Regions from separate parts of the Ovis aries genome. Here region 1 is linked to region 2. The links are chromatin contacts, called in public Hi-C maps. All regions are on one chromosome and are shown on one strand. The core of a region is the stretch at or near the end of the contact, and the rest is flanking DNA. Distances in the headings are between cores, read along the strand shown.

What was found. Hi-C and Micro-C count contacts between places; a contact is called where the count stands out from the background.
Region 1: a Hi-C map of liver shows a contact between it and region 2, with 4 times the contacts expected there. The contact joins two enhancer-like sites. A contact is called at or near these places in 12 of 16 Hi-C or Micro-C datasets (blood, hypothalamus, liver and 6 more).

What each region holds. Positions count from the first base shown.
Region 1 is chr24:33,737,441-33,744,700 of ARS-UI_Ramb_v3.0, reverse strand. It overlaps ELN (elastin), which reads left to right. Exons shown (of 33, transcript XM_060405909.1): 26 at 848-919; 27 at 1,098-1,157; 28 at 1,404-1,487; 29 at 2,368-2,406; 30 at 2,617-2,670; 31 at 3,378-3,404; 32 at 4,052-4,102; 33 at 5,161-6,178. The coding sequence ends at 5,204. Among named protein-coding and RNA genes, the nearest start is that of LIMK1, 15 kb to the right of the region's middle. Within about 2 kb of position 4,785, at least 3 of the 54 cell types and tissues checked have an H3K27ac peak or open chromatin away from gene starts, as enhancers often do. A contact at or near this core is called in liver, where this site is marked.
Region 2 is chr24:33,535,824-33,542,827 of ARS-UI_Ramb_v3.0, reverse strand. CLIP2 (CAP-Gly domain containing linker protein 2) reads left to right here. Exons shown (of 16, transcript XM_060405906.1): 8 at 2,136-2,196. Among named protein-coding and RNA genes, the nearest start is that of CLIP2, 52 kb to the left of the region's middle. Within about 2 kb of position 4,112, at least 16 of the 54 cell types and tissues checked have an H3K27ac peak or open chromatin away from gene starts, as enhancers often do. A contact at or near this core is called in liver, where this site is marked.

The sequences.
Region 1 (7,260 bases), core at 3,536-6,035, 200 kb before region 2:
AGGGAACTGCCGACCAGGTCTGGCCGGTCCACTTGGGGCCAGTCTCCACCTTGGAAAGTGTTCCACCCGCAGCGGGCCTGGTAACCCACAGGCCTCTCTCCTGTTCCTTGCTGGCGGCCCTGCTGGTCTGAGCTCGACAGCCATTGCCAGAGAAACAGAGACGCTAAGGGCTCTGGCTCCAAAGTCATTTCCTGCCCTTGAAGCCTTGAGCACTTTGCTTAACCTCTGCTGTGCCTCAGTTTTCTCATCTGTGAAATGGGGCTAAGGGCACCTACCTTTCTTGCTGCCTGGAACAATAAGCCGGCTAACCGAAGCACTGACCATGAGTGTCCCCCTAAAGCGCTAGCTGTAACTCCTGGCAGCTCTGTCCTGGACAGTGGTTCACACTCAGAGGACCTTCACACAGAGGGTGTCCTCTCACTCTTCAAACACCTGTAGGTGAACAGGGAAAGGATCGTCATCCCCTTTAGGGTCAGAGGTGACAGCTCTGATGAGCAGAGAAACCAGAATTCAAACCCAGGGCTGTCAGGGCCTGAGGCTAGTCCTCCGCCCTTGGCAGCCCATGGCCGCAGCCACCACTGGGACCACCTGCGGCTCCCAGTGCCAGCCTGGATGGAAGGAGAGGAGGTGGGCAGGTCAAGGATCAAGATGGGGTCTGCCTTTGTCCGGAGGGTCAGGGCAGAGCTGGGACTCAGACCCGTGTGTCTGGGAATGGACCTCTGTCCTCTGCTCCTTCCTCTGGGTCACGTGGCCTTCACCACCTGTCTACTTGCCTAGTGACCTTGGGGCGGGGAAGCGTCGTCCTTCAGAAGCCGGGAAGGACTGACTTTCCACCCTCTCTCCACAGCACCAGGAGGGGTCGGGGCCCTTGGAGGGGTTGGAGATCTTGGTGGAGCCGGCATTCCAGGTGGTGTGGCAGGTGAGTTGAAACCCCATGAAGCCTTGAGCACATTACTTAACCTCTGCCGTGCCTCAGTTTTCTCATCTGTGAAATGGGGCTAACGGTACCTACCTTACTGGAAACCCCAGGATGGGCTGGGCATTGAGGGAGACTGATCCATGGAGACTCCCTCCCTGAGCTCCCTCTGTGTCCCCAGGAGTCGGACCTGCTGCCGCAGCTGCTGCCGCCAAAGCTGCCGCCAAAGCCGCCCAATTTGGTGAGCACGGGTGTGAGATGGGGGCTGCCGTGGGAGTTGGGGGGGGGGTGTGTCTGACTACATGCCATGAAGCATATATTCCCTGGCCTGTTCCCCAAGGCCTTCAGGGGCATTGTCTCTGGGGGGTCCCGCCCACCTCCTGGCCCCACCAGCCCTCCAAGGCCCTGGGGGCCCAGGCTCCAACCCCTCTGCAGACAGAGCCAACTGCTGTCACTTGCAGGGTTTAATACACAGCTCTCTCCACAGGCCTGGGGGGAGTCGGTGGGCTCGGAGTTGGAGGACTGGGAGTTGGTGGGCTCGGAGCTGTCCCAGGGGCTGTGGGCCTTGGAGGTAAAGTGTGTTCTGGAATCAGTGAATGAATGGCGTGGGATGTGCGAGTGTGTTTGCACACCCGTGCACATACTGGAGTGACTTAGCAGCAGTAGCAGCAGCACATATGAATGAGAGAGAGAGAGAGACTGACTTTCTTTCCCATCTGGCCACACCTTGCTCGGGCGATCCTCTTTGCCTGGACCCTGCCCACACTTCATCAGCAACTCAAGGTTATACTGAGCCCTGCCCCCTTCTCCGGGCTCCTGCAGCATTTGAAGGGGCCCCAATGGCACAGTGGGTAAAGAATCTGCCTGCAGTGCAGAAGACATGGGTTCGATCCCTGGGTCAAGACGATCCCCTGGAGGAGGAAATGGCAACCCACTCCAGTATTCTTGCCCAGAAAATCCCACTGACAGAGGAGCCTGGCAGGCTACAGTCCACAGGCTCACAAAGAGTCGGACACAACTGAGCGGCTGAACACAGAGCAGGTTTAGTGAGGGCTGCCCCTTGCAGTTGGGTGTCCCAATCTCTCCCTCTCCTCTCTCTTTCAATCTGCCCAACCACCTCCAGTGGGAGTTCAGAGAAGGAAAGCAAAGCCTGGAGGGAAATCCCTTTCCCAAAGTCTCTGCCATTGTGGTGGACCTTGTGTTAACGTCTCTCTCTCTCTCGGGTCATCGCTGTGTCTCTGACCCAGCCTAAAATTTCTTACCCCGTGTGCTCCACAAATCTGGCCACACAGCAGGAGCTTAATAAAGATTTCTGGAGAGATGGGGGGGTGGAAGGATGGTAGAAGCATGAGTCAGTGGGCAGGGGCAGATTGATGGCAGTGGTCAGGAGGAGGACATGACTCTGGGAGGGAGGAGATATTCCTAAGCCCTCCTGCTCCCCATCTTTCCAGGTGTGTCTCCAGCTGCAGCTGCTAAAGCAGCCAAATTTGGTGAGTTGCTCCCACAGCCCCCCGAGCCCAGGCCTGCAAGCTGCTTATACCCCACCCTCACTGCCCTGTCCATGAACCGGCTCAGTCCTCAGTCCTGCTCACACTAGCCATGAAGGATCCTTCCTGAAAATCACGTCCTCAGACCCTGGAGGGGATGCTCAGGGCCCCTTACGCTGTGTCTCATCCTACCCCCTTCTGCCCTCTTCTCAGGTGCCGCTGGCCTTGGAGGTGTCCTAGGAGCCGGCCGGCCATTCCCAATTGGAGGTAGGGGCCGCCTCTGCTGTGAGATCCACAGCTGAGCCTGGCTGGCTAGCAGCGGGGACTCCAGGGCTGTATCAGCACAGGGACCCAAGAAAGAGGGTGGAGGGGACAGTCCGGGAAAGGCTGCAGGGTGGGAGGGACACGTGGGCCTCAGATACCAGGCTGATGAGGCTTTGTTAAGAAAGCTGCTTTGACAAGTGGGGGAGGGGAAGGGGGAGGAGGTGATCCTAGGCGGAGAGGAGTAGGTGACCAGGCCGCGGCGGGTCCCAGGGTCCCACCCCAGCCCACCCCACGCCCCCACGCCAACCCCAAACCCCTCCTGCAGGAGTCGCAGCAAGGCCTGGCTTCGGACTCTCTCCTATTTTCCCAGGTACGGCCAGGCGCCCCAGCCCTCCTCTTCCCCTGCCCAGAAGGGCTGAGCCAGGCTACAGAGTTGGGGGCCCCCCGCATCCTTAGATTGCACAGAGCTGGGCCTCCTCCTCTTCTCTTCCTCCCATGCAACATCGGGGGCATCGGATTTTACAAAACATCGCGTTCAGATGAGACAAACTGAGGTTCAGAGAGGATCCAGGGTCACACAGTCACTGGCAGAGCCATCCACGCCCCAGCCCAGAACTGGGCCCCTCTCAAACGAGGCCCACACTGCCGGGGAGGCCTTGGCGGGCTCCCTGGAGACGCGCATCCTCACCACCCCTCTGCTTGCCTTGCAGGTGGAGCCGGGGGCCTGGGAGTTGGTGGTGAGTTTAACCAGTCTCACAAGTCAGGGCCTCATTTCAAGCAGGGCCCTGAACTCCTTCGCAGCGTGGGCGGGGGGCGGGGGTGTGGGTCCATCCTATTGAGGGAATAGTTTTTGCAGCCACAGCCCTGGGCTGGCCTGCTGGTACGGGGGCTTGATGGAGCCCATGGGAGAATCACAGAAGCTGCAAAGACCAGCCTTGGGGTGTGGGGACCACAATTCCTAGAGCTCCCAGCCTGGCACTTGACGGGGCATCAGGAGTGAGACGGGGACGTGGGTCATGCCAGGTCTTAGGGTCTAACCAGAGAGGTTGACAAGGTCCCATAGAAGAGGAAAGATATTGTTGGGTAAAAACAGGGCCTATTCAAGCAGGTGGTCAAGGAGGCCGAACCTGGAGCCCCTTGGCTGGGGGGTGAGGCTGTCCCTGGGAAATGTGGCCTGGGGTCTGACTGTGGTGGGAGGGGCTGCCACAGAGCTGCTCAGACCTCCACAGGCTGCAAGGAACGAGGCTGGGCAGGAGGGTCGGGCTGGGGGCAGAGAGACCTTCGGAACCTGCTGCTGCAGGCGCATGGGTGCAGGGTAGGGGGGCGGGCTGGTAGAGATGGGGAAGCCTGGCCACCTCCCCAACCCCTTGCCTTCCCTCCACAGGCAAACCTCCCAAGCCCTTCGGAGGGGCCCTGGGAGCCCTGGGATTCCCAGGTGAGTAGACTCTGCCCCTGGAAGAGGGCAGGGTCGGGGGACAGGCTGGAGCAGGGGGCGGCATGTCAGACGAGGCCCGGCAGCGAGGCCAGGGATTGGGGAGCTGGACACCTTACCCTCTGCTTCTGCTGTCTCTGAAACAGATCCTCAGAGCTGAGAGTGGGCCAGGGACCCTCCTGGCTCTCCCAGGCCAGACCTGGCAAGCCCTCCTTGCCTGGTACCCACACCCCCACTCCTGCAGGGAGAAACCGAGAGAAAGAAAAGGCGGGGGGAGGAGGGACTGGGAGGGAGAGAGAGAATGGAGGTGACAGGGGGCCCTGGTGTCAGGGAACTGGAGGGGTAGACCCCGCGGGAGTCCTGGAGCCACGCCCTTGCTCCAAGGGGCAGACATGCGTCTGGCAGTGTCTGATCACCACCCTCAAGGCCTCTCCCAAGGATGCCTGAAAGAGACTCAGAGAAGCCCCAGCTCCACCCTGGCGCTCAGGCTGTGGATCCCCTTCTAGCTGCACCTGCTTCCCACCGCCCCCACCCCACCCTGAGACGAGGCAGCCCAGGGAGAAACAGAGGCCAGAGCAGCCTGACCTCATTCAAGGCGCCCATCTCTCAGTCAGGCACCAGCTGGTGCTTGTGGCCCATGACCCTGCTTGCTTTCTTTCCCAACAAACACCCTGGATGAGCTCTGCAGAGATAGTGTCTCACTGCCACCAGGTGGCGGTAACGAGCCACACCTCGCTCCTGCAGGGGTAGGCGCTAGTCCAGGCCCCACGACCCGACCCAGTGGCTTGATGATTTGAAACAAGGTTAACCAGTCAGATCCTCCCCAGGAGAGGGCAAGGGCCCTGCTACCATCCACGTGCCCAGTGGGAGTTTGCGCAATGAAAGGGCGCGGAGTTTGGCCTAGGGAGGTGGCCAGGCTTCCTTCCGCCTGGCTTCCTGGAGCCTCTGTTTCCCATGGTGATGATGCGGATGTGAGAAGAGCTTGGAGTTGGGCAGAGTGGGCAAGGGCTTGGGCACCAGCAGCCAGGACTGACTGTGGGGCGTGCCTCCCCTGCACCCAGGTGGGGCCTGCCTGGGGAAATCCTGTGGCCGGAAGAGAAAGTGAGCTTCCTGGGACCCCTGACTCACGACCTCATCAACGTTGGTGCTACTGCTTGGTGGAGAATGTAAACCCTTTGTGACCCCACCCCACTTTCCCATGCCCCCTCCTAAGTTCCCACCCCGGGTGGGAACGGGGCAGGCCGGGCGGCCTTGGAAATCCACAGGGCAAGGAGGCAAGAGAGTGGTGGCCAAGTGGGCCCCAGGAAGCCCCCCTCCTTCAGAGGCGAGGGGAGGGTGGGCTTGGCCCCCTGCGCCCACGCCCTTCCCACCCAGGAACTCCCCCTTCACACACTCTCCATCTCTAGGGGACTTGGTGCTACGTGCTGGTGCTTTCACTCTTCCTGCGGGGAGGGAGGAGGGAAGGGCAGCCCCTTAGGGAACCCCCTCCCTGGGGCTCCTCTGAAGATGGTGCAGACACTTCCTGGGCAGTCTCACTTCCCCCTGCCCACCAGGACCCACCTCTGGCTGCGGTCCAGTTGGTACCCAAGCATTGAAACCCTCACGCTGGATTGGGTCACACCATCTCTTGGCCTCCTTGGCCCCCCTTTCCCCGACCCATCGCTGTTCCCCATGTCTGAAGACTCACCCCAGTATTGGGAACAGCCCTCTTGCTCTTGTGGAATTCATCTGCCCGTCTGTCCATCCATCCGTCCATCCTTGTCCCGGTTTGGCCGCCCGGCACCCCTTGCTGGCTGGGCGCCCCCACCATCGACTCGGTTAACCTGTTGTGACAGCCTGTGCCCAGCCTCCACCCCATCGCACACACCCCTACAAAGGGGCCCCGAGCCTCTGGGTGTGAGGAGCTGTACCACCTGGGGCCACAGGAATCTACCCCCCAACCTGGGTCTCCCCCCACGCAGTACTGTATCCCCATCCCCTCCTCGAGCCACTGTATTTCAGAGCATTTCTCCCCCGCCCTGCCCATCTCTATGTGTCTGGCTGTGATAGATCAATAAATATTTTATTTTTTGTCCTGGACATTTGGGGATTATTTTTGATTGTTGATGTTCTCCTTTCATTTTACTTGTGTGGTTTATGGAAAAAAAACAAACAAACAAAAAAAAACCACCTTTTTTTTTCTGATCTGGGGAGCTATATCCCCATTAGAAAATTCATTTTAATCATTTTGGTATAGCTCTGGATGAAACACACATTTTAAAAAAATAAGAGAATTAACTGCTTCAGAAAAGACTAATAAAAGAAAACCTTTGAAAGGAAACTGTGTCTTGGCCTCCTTTGTAAGCGCTCATCTGCCTTCAGTTCCTGGTCCAGGTAGGGGACAGGGCTCGGGGAATCTTGGGGAACCTTGGGTCTTCCCAGGTGGCACTTAGTGGTAAAGAATCTACCTGCCAATGCAGGAGATGCAAGAAATGCACATTCGATCCCTGGGTCGGGAAGATCCCCTGGAGAAGGGAATGGCAACCCACTCCAGTTTTCTTGCCTGGAGAATCCCATGGACAGAAAAGCCGGGTGGGCTACAGACCATGGGGCCGAAAAGAGTCGGACACGACTGAGCGACTAACACTTTCACGCTTTCACTTCACCAAAATCATCTGCCATTGACTTCTGGTGAAAGGATCCTTCTTCAAGTTCAGCCTGTCCTTTAAAAATGATGATCCCTCTCAGGGGAAGCAGGGCAACCAGTCCGACACGCTCATCCCTCCGAGGAGATGGGCTCGCCCAGACACGCGTTCCCCAGCCCTCTCCCCTCAGGCCCAAGTCCTTGGCCTCCAGATGCTGCGGCTGCAGCTGGATGAGTGGAGGAAACAAAAATGACCCTTCTGTCCAGACCAAACCTTGACCTTGGTGAACAGCCAAGAGAGAAGAAATGGTCCAACGGAAAAAAACAGGAGCATGCTTCCCTCCCCACGTTCCCTCCCTGTCACACCTGGCATAAGGCATCACTTTGCTTCCTGACAAAACGTAAGGAGGGACACCCTGCTGGCTCAACAGGAGACTGAGGACCCCCTTGACTGCACTCGTTCCCCAGAGCCCCTCCCCTCGGGCCACTCATCCATCTGATGTGCCCTCCCGGAGCCCACCCCTCCCTTCTAGAGCAC
Region 2 (7,004 bases), core at 2,863-5,362:
GCTGAGGATGGCTTGGGACCAGAAGGTCCAAACCCCACCTCCCTGCCGTGCACCGGCTGTGTCGCCTGGGCTGGTGACACGAGTCGGGCGGGCCTCAGTCCTCCCATCTGCGTGGGGTGATGACCCCCACCTCTGCAGGCTGTTGGGAGGACTTGCAAGGTAACCCCAGTGACGCGCCCGACAACAGCTCTGAGCATGTGGGAGACATCGTGTCTGTCACTGCTTTCCTTCCTGACATGGGGGTCACCATTCCTGCCCTGCCTGGCTTGTGCACCATCATGAGAACACCCAGGGAGGGCAGTTGCGGGGGACCTTTCACTAGGGAGACGTGTACCCCACGTGCCCACGCCATGACCCAGTTCAGTACAGGGAATACCCGCCTCTGCTGCAGGCAGGTCCTGCCAGTGGAGCGTGCAGCCTGTGTCCTGAAGCTTCATTTCCATTTCATGTGTCAGGAAACTGAGGCTCAGAAGCAGCAGGGAAAGGCCACTGGAAACACCTTGTACCTGGGGGTCAGCCCCCGGGCTGGGTGCTTTACCTACACCGTCCCTCTGTCTTACTATTAACCCAGGGAGGTAGATGAGAAAACTGAGGCTCAGAGCAGGGAAGGGACTCAACTGAGGTCACTAGTCTTGTTAGTGGTGCCCCTGGCTGTTTGTGACCTGCCATAGTGGTGAGTGGGGTTTGTGTTCCCTCTGTGTGGGGTCTCTGGGCTGACTTGGTCCTGGAACAGCTGGTGGGGTTCAGAGCCCACAAGGGCCAGGGTTTCCTTTGGTCCAGGAGCCTCTCTTTGTCTCCGAGCTGCTGACATACAGATTTCTGCAGCAGCTTCTGCTCCTTCTGTGCAGTAGGCAGCCCCCAGCCCCAGCCCCCCACCTCCCCCAACTTGGGTCTGCTCTTGGGCTTTCAGCCCAGGCATGTGCTCCAGGGGCTGTTGTTACTGTCTGACTCTGGGAGAGGAGGGCTTATTTATATCTGCCTGAGACCGACGGCAGGGCCCACACAACTGGTTCCCATGGCAACGCGCCTGATGCCAACAAACAAAAACAGATCCTTGAGACATCGTGGGAGTTGCGTTCAGGAAGTCCTGGGTACAAGGGCCAGCATTGCCCAGCGCTTGCTGTGTGACCTTGGGCAGGTCACTGGCCCTTTCTGGGCCTCAGTTTCATCCTCTGTGTGCTGAGAGCCATCACGAGGCCCCAGGAGCAGCCGCTTTGTGAGCTGTAACGTGCCTGTGTCTCTCCCCGCTGCTCTCTTGGGGGTGGGTGGGTGGGTGGGTGAGTGTACTTGAGGGTGGGCCCCACACCTGCAGCAGAGCCCTTGGGGCCCTCCACATCAGGGAGCAGCCCAAGTGGTGGGGGCTGGAACTCTGGGCCCTGATTCTGAGTGGAGGGAGTGAAGATGGGGTCAGCAGGGGAAGAAGCCCACCCTCCCTCCTTCCCCATAGACTGTTTCATGCAGCCTATCTGCTCCCTGCTATGATGAAAACAGAGCTGATTCTGCTTCACTTACTATCCATTCTATCATTTATCCCCACAACCACCCTAGAGGGGAAAGGTGCTGCATTAAACACAGCTATTTTGCAGGAGAAGAAAGGATTTATTACTTGCAGCAAGTAAGGAGAACACCGGGGATCTTTTCCTTAAGCAATGTCTCCTTTGCACTCCTATTTTAGAGAAGTCCATGTTCTCTGTGTAGAGCCTGGACCAGGAAGTTGGGAGGGCTGGGGGTTTCCAGGAGGCTCCGCCCCCATCAGCCATGAGGCTCTGGGACAGTACCTTCTGGGTACTCTGAATGTGGACTCGCAGCTTCTGGTGGCCTTGGCTCTCTCTGCCATTGCTGACTTGGCAAAGCCCACCCCTCTGGGTAGGGGTCACTTATGGGCTTCCCTGATGGCTCAGCAGGTAAAGAATCCACCTGCAATGCAGGAAACATGGGTTCAATGCCTGAGTCAGGAAGATCCCCTGGAGGAGGAATTGACAGCCCGCCCCAGGATTCCTGCCTGGAGAATCCCATGGACAGAGGAGCCTGGTGGGCTACAGTCCAGGGGGTCGCAAGGAGTCATACACGACTGAGCAGGAGAATGGACGGACCCCTCTGGGTGAAGCCTGCTCAGCCCCCTCTCCCCCCCGCAGGAAGGTGGAGGACCTGCAGTTCCGAGTGGAAGAGGAGTCCATCACCAAGGGAGACCTGGAGGTAATGGTCAAAGGCCCTCAAATTTCCCCCTAGGCTTGCACCCCAGGATCAGTCCTCAAAGGGAAAATCGTCATGAGGTCCAGGCAGCAACTCTGAGCCCTGTGGGAGGGGACCATGGGGACCGTGAGGTAGACAAACTGGGGAAGAGTCAAAGGTCATACCCTGGGAGCGTGGGGAGGGGCCCCGCCACGAGAGACTCGGGCATCAGCAGTCGAATGGCTCAGCTCCAGGAACCCCAGAGGGGCCATGCTTCCTGGGTCAGCAGCTGGGTGGGAGGGACCCAGGGAGTCCACAGAGCTGGGCCTGAGGACATGGCGGCTGGGCTCCCTGTCCCTTCTTTCTCGGGCAGTAGCCCTAGAGGTGTTCCCTGGGCCCTCCGTTCATCTTGAATTCCAGCTAAAACTTTGGCTGGGAATAGTTTGTGCTAGAGTCACAGAATTTATAGATGGGAAAACAGGCTCAGAAAGGCAGAAGGGACTCACCCAGTCATGGCGCACCTCAGCAGCCTCTGGGACCAGGACCCAGGACTCCTGACTCCCGAGTGTAGCCCGTAAGGATGGCCAGTGATAGCACCTCTTCAAGTCCCACCACCTGGCTAAGGGGTCTGGGCACTAGTGGAATTTCACACTCCCTCTTCAATCCCACCCACCCTTTCTGAGCTGAGGGATGGAGGACATTCACTCAATTAATAAAGCACCTAAGGACCCCTGCCACCCAAGAGAGACACCAGCCCTCCTCACCAAACCGCCTGGAGTCTGCAGGGCTCACTAGGCCTGCTCACAGTTGGGTGGGTAGGAATGCCTTTCTGCCATGACCCTCCCTGCCCCCTGGGAGGTGACAGAAAATGTGGACTCCCGGAGCCCTCAGATGAGGCAGAGGGCAGTCAGCTCAGTCCCTCTCCACATTCCAGTCCTGACCCTAACTGGTCTTGGGCAGCCGTTTCCTCTCCCCAGACCTCCATTTGCTCCTGTTAAATGAGGAGGTTGAACCAGGTCACTGATTTCCCAGCTTAAGAATTCGTCACCCAGTAGGTGTGTTCAGACCCAGAACTCTGGACCCAAGTGGCCGTACAGTAGGTCTGGGTGGGATCCAAGGGTTTGCATTTCTAATGAGTTGCCAGGTGATGCTGACCTGGGAACCACACTTTGGGAATCACTGCAATGGATCTTTTCTGAGCTCCGACGTGAAACTACGGTTTCTGATTTTGTGAAAGAGCTGTGTTAAAACCCCTCTGACTTCCAGCATTCAGCAAAATTGTACAAATGGCTGTTCTATCCCTGAATGACCCTGGCTGGGGAGGGATGTGTGTGATCTAGAGTCACTGATGGCTGCCCCTGTTGGGATGGGTTTTGCTGCCTGAGCTTAAAGAATGGCTACTGGGGCACAACCTGGTGTAGGAACCCCAGCCTGGCATCCGGTGTTCCAATATAAGTTTGTCACTTAGCCAAGGGGCCAGTTATGTGGTTGACATTTGGCAAGCTCTTCTGTGGGGTGGCTGCCCTCCCAAAGGGACTGGGGGTGGAGGTCGCTCCCGGGAAAAGCACCTGTGATTGCAAAGACATCTGGTAACTGCTAACTTCAGTCATCACGGGGGTGGGGGGTGAGTGGGCGGGTTACTAAAAGGCTGCAGGGAAATCTCACAGCACCGAGGGCAGACAGTTCAGAGAACTGGAAGGAGGAGCAGCATCAGAAACGGAGTCTCTTCCCCCCTCACTCGCCTCCCTCTTCTCGTGACTCCTGGTCAGTCTGTCTGTCTCTCACTGTGTCTGCAGATCTCTTGACACATCTCCCTTCTGCCCTGACATCCACCTGCCCGCCCCGCCTAGGCTCCAGCACTTACTGCCTCCCAGCTGTCCTCTTGAGAGAATCTGATTGGTCCAAGGCTAGCCAATGGGCTGTCTTGCTTTGGATCGGGTGCCCACCCCAGACCCAATCAGCCCTGGCTGAGAGAGGAGGGGGGGTGGGGCAAACGGTGACGGACAGTTAGTTCAGTCCAAGGGCAGTGGAGTCCCATTGCTGCTGTTTCTGTTGTGACCATATTCGTGGCAACCGGAAGGCACATGGAGCCAAGTCCCTCTCATCCCCACCCATATGAAAGTCAAAAATAAGCCCCCAGAACACCTCCTTGAGCTCCTCCTAGGACCCCTCCAGCTACGTGACCCCATTTCTCTGCTTGTCCTCCCTCCCCCGACTATGCGAGATGTCCCATGACTACCTCTCACCGCCTTTCTGACCTTGACTGTCGGCCTGTCCAGGGGCTCAGTCTGTGGCTTCACTCGCTGAGAGCGTCCAGTCTGTGGCATTAAATGCCCTTTATAAGCCCACGATTTCCTTGGTCCTCCCCCAAACTCCGCACCAGCACACCCACAGGACATCTCCACCAGGAGGAGCAAGTGATAGGTATTTCTAGTACTTTCTGGGGCTGCAGAAGGAAAAACTCACAATTCAGCAGCAGCTCCAGACAACACACATCGATGCTCTCACAGTGCTGGAGGTCAGAAGTCTGAAGTCGAGGTATGGGCAGGGTCAATTCCATGCCTCTCTCTCAACTCTGGTAGGATTGCTGGCAGCCGCTTGTGTTCCTCGGCTTGTCGTGGCATCCCTGCCTCCGTGGTCACCTGACCTTCCTCCCTGTGTGTCCCTGTGTCTCTTCACATGACCTTAAAAGGAAGTTATCAGGCCCACCTTAATCCAGGATGACTTCATCATAACTGTTTACATGTGCAAAGACAAGGTCACCTTCTGAGGTTCTGAAGTAGACAGGAAATTTGGGGACTTCTCATCCAGGGGGCTTGTGTTATTGTTCTGTTGATTAAATAGCATCTCGCTGTTATTTTTCATTGGCTTGGGAACACCCACTGAAATGGGAAGGGACGGAACTCAGAATCAGCTGTTTGTTGGGAACTGGCTGTGCAGCTTGAGGCCTGGAGGGAGATGAAAAGGGGCGACGACCTTCAGGAGCCCCTTGTGCAGTTGGGGTAACTCCCTGCCGGCTCCCCGCCATTGATTGATAACACCAGCCCTCTGTTACATGAAGGGCGTCCCAAGGCAGAGACTTTGTGCTTTGGAGTAGGATAGACACTGTGCATTCAAGGAGAAGAGGAAAAAACGGTAGGTCAAGGGCTCAGGCCAGGCTTCACCTAGCTTCCAGGATTTGGATGGGGGCAGGGACACAGGGAGTCCCCACTGCTGGAGCCTCCATCACTGCTCCGTGTTGTTGCCAAAAGTCCGTGTCTCCCCTCTGTGGAGTCAGGCTTGGTTTGGGGAAGGGCCCCGGTTCTGAAATCCAGACATCTGAGTTCTAGGCTTCAGGCTGTCCCAGGTTGCTGGGTGATCCTGAGCCTGAGGTTGGCCTGCTGGCATGGCCTCTCTCTCCCGTGAGTTGGAGAGACAGCTGAGACACCGCGGGAGGGGGTAGGTTCTAAAGTTGGTGTGTGAGACAAAAATTAAATCCACTCTTACACTGCCCTGCCGATAACCATGGTGGCTGCTGCTCCTCACGCCCAGGCCAGTGTCCTTGGAGCAGAATAAAAGCCAGATTGTCCATCTCACTAAAATCTAGCCTTCAGAGGCGCTCTCCTGCCCCAGACTCCTAGGACTGAACTTAATTAAATTAACCAAGCACCTCCCATGAGTTCCCCTGTGCCCGCAGGTAGACCCCAACCCAGGGAACAGGAGGCTGAGAGTTCTGAAAGTGACAGGAAGGGGGCTTTTGCGGCGATTGGGGTACCAAATGAAGTTGACCTTGAAACTGTGAACCTTTATCTTGCCCTTGGGACCACCGATATGGTATTTGTGATCAGGCTCTGTCTAGTGCCTGGGGTCGCAAAGAGTCGGACACGACTTAGCAACACTTTCACTGTTTTTTTTTTTTTTTCAATTTAGTGTGGGTCCCGGGCAGGGTTGCCGTGCCCACCATCTGGGGAGAGAAGCAGGGGAGAACATGGCCCCTGCGAGGCTGGGGTTGAGTCACCATCTTTAGCCCTTAACTTTCCGAAAGAGACCAGGCATGGCTGTCTTCTAGCCCTGCGCCATGCTGCCCTCTTGAGGGAGAGAGAGACACCTTTGTTCCTTTAGGAAAATTCACAGGAGTAAGATTGGGAGCCGAAGGCCGTAAGGTCTCTATAGCTCTTGATGAACTGCATGAGAGTTGCTGAGGCGATTCTCTCAGTCTGCTCTGCCACTGTCCCCCTTGCTTGTGTTGGCTGTGTATTCTTGGGTTTTACACAGCAGTGCTGTGGTGCTCAGCCTGCCTCCCCAGGACTGCCGCTCGGGTCTGCTGTCTCCTCATCTCGTCTCTCCTCGGTGATGACGGGCTGAGCCGAAGGATGCAGCGAACCCTCTGGCTTCTCCCTGCCGAGAACGAGGGGTTCAGACCCTTCTGGATGCCCAGAGCCTTGAGCCTCCTGCTGCCCCCGCAGATCTGTCGGGGTAAAATCGAAATGCCAGCCTGGATGCCCTGAGAATGTCGGGCTTTGTTAGCGTGTGAAGCGGGTGTTGTGAAACTGGGACAAAAGCACCCTTGTGCTTTCGGGAGACCAGGCGTCCGCGGTGGGGCCCGGGGAGTGGGCATCACTGGGGCTGGGTTCGGGGCAGGGCGATGGGAGACACAGCCTGCCCGGGGGAAGTCATGATGCTGTGGGTGTCTTTGAAATCCTTCCTTTCAGTTGGTTCAACCTTCAGGACAGGCCTGGGGACCAGGAGTCCTGGGGTCGTTTACTCATCCATCCATCCTGGGGGTTTCCTGGGCGCCCCTTTCTGTGCCTAAAGTGAGAAACGGGCTCTCGGCTCCCTGATGCGAGGTGGGG